2 separate regions of the Mus musculus genome follow, and region 1 is linked to region 2. A link is a contact called in public HiChIP or PLAC-seq data. All regions are on one chromosome and are shown on one strand. Each heading gives the region's core, a stretch centred on a gene start, on an enhancer-like site or on the middle of the called end of the contact. The rest is flanking DNA. Distances are from core to core; before and after follow the strand shown.

Evidence for each region. HiChIP or PLAC-seq counts read pairs in DNA pulled down with a chosen protein or histone mark.
Region 1: an H3K4me3 HiChIP or PLAC-seq map of the SCID.adh cell line shows a contact between it and region 2, with 11 read pairs. The contact joins the promoter of 5830418P13Rik here to the promoter of Srprb in region 2. A contact is called at or near these places in 3 of 39 promoter capture datasets (the 3T3-L1 cell line, hippocampal neurons and pre-B cells), 1 of 484 Hi-C or Micro-C datasets (the C2C12 cell line) and 4 of 115 datasets of contacts at active chromatin or transcription factors (the 230-238 cell line, the SCID.adh cell line, effector CD8 T cells and 1 more).

Annotation. Positions count from the first base shown.
Region 1 is chr9:103,422,108-103,424,904 of GRCm38.p6, forward strand. It overlaps 5830418P13Rik (RIKEN cDNA 5830418P13 gene), which reads left to right and starts at 1,471. Exons shown (of 6, transcript NR_040466.1): 1 at 1,471-1,522.
Region 2 is chr9:103,200,800-103,203,499 of GRCm38.p6, forward strand. It overlaps Srprb (signal recognition particle receptor, B subunit), which reads right to left and starts at 1,266. Exons shown (of 7, transcript NM_009275.4): 1 at 1,113-1,266; 2 at 488-582. The coding sequence starts at 1,260.

The DNA of each region.
Region 1 (2,797 bases), core at 221-2,720, 220 kb after region 2:
AATGTTGGTTATCTGACAAATTAAACCAGGCATCTTACATTTCTGTTTGCCAGTGGCAACCACTGCTAAGATTCTGTATTGGCCCAAATCCTATCTTGCCCAGAGAGGCAGTCTATTGAGCCAGCAAGCTGGCTCATTGGGAAAGGCACTTGTCACCAAGTCTGATGACCTGAGTTTGATCCCCTGGGATTAACATGGTGGAAGGAGAGAACCAACTCCCAAAAGTTGTCCTCTGACTCCACCAGCACCCCGACAAGCTCCTCCCAACAAACACATGGGTGTAATTAAGTAAAAGCTGGTGAGGTGGCCCAAGGGCTTATTGAAGAATGTGTGTAGGGCAGTTAAACAAAGGGCAGTGAACTGGGTGGCACTTACTGAATCCTGTAGTGGAGAAGCAACTGAAATCAGATTTATCTTCATGCCTTTGGGGACAAAATGAATTCAGGGAAGGGGCCATGCAAACTGTACAGTGCCACGTTGCTTTGTTTAGTCCTTGCCCCACCAAGATTGTCAACCCATGAGAACAGAAATGATCTTCCTTATATGGGTATTCCCCCTCCCCCCAGTCTGTCAAAACATTTGAGCATCAATCCATGCTTAAAAGAATTACCAATATCCTTGAAGTACAATTTAAGGACATTGTTATCAAAGGATGTGGGGGTCTCAACGCTAATGGGTGCTATTATGGTATGTGTGTGTGTGCGTGCGTGCGTGCGTGCGTGTGTGTGTGTGTGTGTGTGTGTGTGTGTGTGCGCGCGCACGCGCGCTCTCAAGCACACACCTGGAAACCCAAAATCCATGGAGTTGAGTAGTACGGTGTGGAAAGAGCTTAGGAGGAATCCAGCCAAAGCCCTTTACCCATCTACTCCAGAACAAATGCTCGTCACCACCGGCAGCAGCCTCCCCCACCACCTGTCAGGGAACCACTGCCAACGGGTAATTGTACCGTGATGTTGTGAGAGGAAGTCTGATTTTCAAAAGGCGCTGGCAGAATCCAGGGGCCAGCGGGGCCTTTTCATACCTGCTAACGAAGCCTCATTAGAAGCAGCAGGAGCCTGCGCTGGGAACTGGAAGCAGCCGTCAGTCATGATCTTCCCCTGCCAAAAGGTGATTAACTTTCTGACTCGCGGCACCTGCTCGTGGAGATTTGCAGGGCAGAAGAGTCTAAAACTCGCAGCCCCACTGGGAGAAACCCTTGAGAGGGCGCGCATCTACTCTCCTTGCATACCAGTGGCTTCCAGATTCGGCAAAAACAAACAAACAAACAAACAAACAAACAAAACCCCAGCATGGGGTCCTCTTCACCTTCCAGGCCCTGGGCTGTGTAGAGGTTGGAAACTGAAATCTTGGCTTGGAAATAATAATTAAGGATAATAAGAAAGGCAAGAAGGTCTTGCAGCATCCAATGTCGCTGAGACAGCTGCACTGTCTTCCTGATGGCTTTTGCACCCAGGTGGTTCAATTAGGAGCAGTTCGCAGCGAGCAAGCTAGCAGGGCAGTGGAGGCTTAGCTGAAACGGAGCGTAAGTGGTGTCTTTTCTATTTCTGGACTTCAGACACTGAATTATGTAAAGATATTGTGTAGAGTCTAAGTAACTGGCCTTCTGGGAGACTCGTGGGTTCTCTTTCTTTGGTCCTGCAGGCCAGCAAGGAAATCTACGGGACAGAATCCTAACCAGGACACACCTTGCTTCTTTTAAAAGGTTGTTGGCTTGTTTTGTTTTTTGAGACAGGATTCCTTTGTGTAACAGCCTTGACTGTTCTGAAACTCTTTTTTGTATGTCAGCCTGGCCTTGAACTCACAGAGATCCACCTGCCTCTGCCTCCTGAGTGCTGAGATTAAAGGTGTGCAACCTCACATTCTCGGCTGTTTGTTTTTAAATAAAGGTAAACACTGTTTATTGGTCTTTTTGGGACTTTACATCCATATGAAGGTCTTCAAATGTTCCCACACAGGGATGTATCCCTCTGTTGGGGTAAGTAGCTCACAGTGACAAAGGGACAACGACGGAGCTTATCTTGGTCTAATTCTGTGTAGCAGGCAGGTAACAGAAACAGACGTGTTTGTTTTTGTGGTGTGGTGGTGTGTGGTTTTAGAAGCACTGAGAGCCTGTGGTCCCACACAGGTGGTGGTTTCAGTTGTAATCTGAGGGCAGGAGGGTCTTGCCTTCGTGGGAAGCAGATGCATGAATAGATTTGGCTGGCCCGAGCCTTGAGAGGGCTGGCGTGGGGGGCGGGGGGGGGGGGTGGAGGGCGCTGGCATGTGGATCCCAAAAAAGAAATGTTGAGGCTGTAAATGGGTGAACTACCACAACCTAATTAGTCCCCCATGGGTTGAAACTGATGGAGAGGTGTTATGCTATGGGCAAATGAGATGTGTGTGTGTGTGTGTGTGTGTGTGTGTGTGTGACAGAGAGAGAGAGAGAGAGAGAGAGAGAGAGAGAGAGAGAGAGAGAGAGAGAGATTTGCATGTGACCAGGGTACCCGTCAAGTGCAGAACTTTTGAATGAACAGCCTTTGTGTGTTGATAAAACCAGAACAGTTGACCTTGAGGCAATGATGAGACTGATGGACTCATTTAACAGGCTCAACATGCTGTCTAGAAGCATCCAAGAATGGCTCCCAGTATGGGGGGTGTAGTGTATCATACACACTTAGCATGCATGAGGCCCTGGGTCCTATCCTTTGAACCAACAAAACAAACACACGCACATACTCATGAAACACCAACCCAAATCCCCAAAGAGGCCCTGGGACCTGCAGAGAAAAGGAAGGGTTTCTGCACCACCAGCAAGTTA
Region 2 (2,700 bases), core at 16-2,515:
AAGAGCACCGACTGCTCTTCCGAAGGTCCTGAGTTCAAATCCCAGCAACCACATGGTGGCTCACAACCATCTGTAATGAGATCTGACTCCCTCTTCTGGTGCATCTGAAGACAGCTACAGTGTACTTAGATATAATAATAAATAAATCTTAAAAAAAAAAAAAGAATTAACTCCCAGGGCTGGAGACTCAACTAAGTTGGATAAGATCCCATCCTGCTTCTAGCAAAGGGACCTGAATTCAATTCCCAGCACCCACATCAGGCAGCTTTGAAGACCGACTCTACAAAATCTGACACATCTGGCCTCTACAGGTACAGGCACTCATGTGCATATACCCACACACATACATATAATTAAAAAGAAAAAAAAATATTTTTAAAAACATGTCCTAAACTTGCTGTACCAAATAAACTGCAAGATGACAGGGCTACGGAAATGCCTTACCCATCCCTCTTAAGTCTAACCGAGGTGAAAATCAAAGCATTACCCTGACAAACAGCAACGTTTTCCCAGAGTCACAGAGACCAACGAAGAGAACAGCTCTCTGACTGCTCTTTCGGCTCCAGATGAACTTCCAGAACACTGCAGAGAAGAGAAAGGCAGCCTTCATTTTCTAAAGACATTATTAGTAGGCATTTACGACAAAAAAACAAAGCGTCCATCTGGACTACTTTCATTGTCACACGGATTAGAGTCAGTTTTGTTAGGAACTCACGGAGCGCCAGCCACTATCAACTGTAAACCTTTTCACGTCTATTTCCCTCATCCAAATGTGGAGACTAAAAGTATACACAGAATGATGGATCTGGGAAAAATTAGTGGCTTGCTACATTTGATTGGTGGATTTCTACTCTACCTTAGTACCCCAGTATCTCAGAGCCCAGTTCAGACACAAGTGGCTCAAAGTTGGAATGAACGATGGCGGCCGCAGCGCTCAAGCGCACAGGGCCGCCTCATGTAAGTCCTGTCCCAAGACCCAGGTCACTTCAGCGTCCCCTTTCCACACTGCTGGGTCTGGAAGACGAGTAGTAGAAGAGGGAACGCAGCCGTCCGCCTCCCTGGCCTGCGGCGCCGAGCCACCCTGCCCTCGCCGTGAATGCCGGCCGCCTCACCCAGCGTCAGCAGCACCGCCAGGAGAGCCACCGCCACGGAGAGCAGCGTCGGATCCCTCTGCTGCAGCTCCTGTCGTAAGGAGTCGAGGTAAGGCTGGAAGGCGCCACCGGCGCCATCGCCAACTCGCCGGGTGTTCGCCGAAGCCATGAAAGAGGTGTGTAGTCTTCCCGGGCCGCCAAAGTTACGTGGCTCTAGGCTCCACGCCGTGGTGGGGCGCGGGGCATCACGGGAGTTGTAGTCCCTTAGGGGTATCTCGGCTAAGTGCCTGATGGGAGTTGGAGTTTTTTGGTTTCTACAACCCAGTTAGCGAGTGTATTCATATCGGCATGCTTTGAGACATGTATAGCTTTGTGGAATTTTTTTTCTTTGCATTTTAATTTTTTATCTTTGGAGAATTTCATAAATGAATATGATGTCTTTTGGTCAAACCCACCCCTCTACTCCCATTTCATTTCGATTTTTGAAAGAATGATGACTTTTAGCAAAATTAACGGCTACAAAACTTCATTTGAGGGTGAGGATTTCTACTCGGCCGTTACATGGGATGAAATTTATGAGAGATTTTACCACAGTATGATGTGACCGAAGATGTGATGGAGTCACAGAGAATCCACAAAGACACATCAAGTCCTTTATGAGGTCAGAGAAAAGTAGCTAGAGATGGACCTGAATCTTGGAGGATGCATTAACCTATACCGGCAACTAAAGAAAACAGAAAAAGACGCACGGAAGAGAAGCTTGAGTAAAAGCCAATGACATGTGGGAAACTCGGGAATTCTGTGTCCTGCATTGACACGTCCAGCACGGAAAAAAATGACTGCATTTTAAAAAGCAATCAGGAAAATCAGTGCTCGGGAGGATGTGGAGGTGTCGACGATAGATTGATCATTCCCACCCAAAGGAAGCAGGCCTACTCAACCAGGTAGGCCATTTGAGAGGCCCAGAGTAGACAACATTTTTCAGTTTCTCAAGAGGACTTATTTATAAAAGATCTTCATGGGAACTCTTCTACTTAAGATTTCATCGGGTAATCGAAACATTTAAAAAAAAATGTGAGCTTCAATTTAAAAATATCTCTGCGAGTCAGAAGTGGCCAAGCCTCGAGGGCCATTTGCAGCCTCTGTCATTAAGTAGCTGTCATTATTTTAAAGTATTTAAGTACAGGTCTGCCTGGGAGATGACAGGAAAAGTCGATGTCACTTAAAGGCTAAACAAATTCATTAAAATGTCGCACTGCCACATAAAACCCCAACTCCTGCAGGTACCAGGAAGAGAGGAAATGAGACATTCCCTTCCTCTCTAGTGTGGCAGTGAGTGATTGGGTAGGAAATGAAACAAAGATGTTAAAGTTTGAGTTTGGAAGGTTCGCAATGTGATTTCGATTTCCATACATCCTCAAAAGGCAGAGGGCAGGTGAGAAGAAGCCCACTCGAGAGGGCCACTCCGTTGGCCTTACCATCGCCAGATACTGAGTCGCTGGCTACAGGCTATGTATAAGAATGATTAGATTGTCCATGGAAGCAAAAGTGGCAGAAAGGCAGCTGGAAAAGTTTGTAGGAATCAGACCTGGGAGTGGTTTTGTGTGCT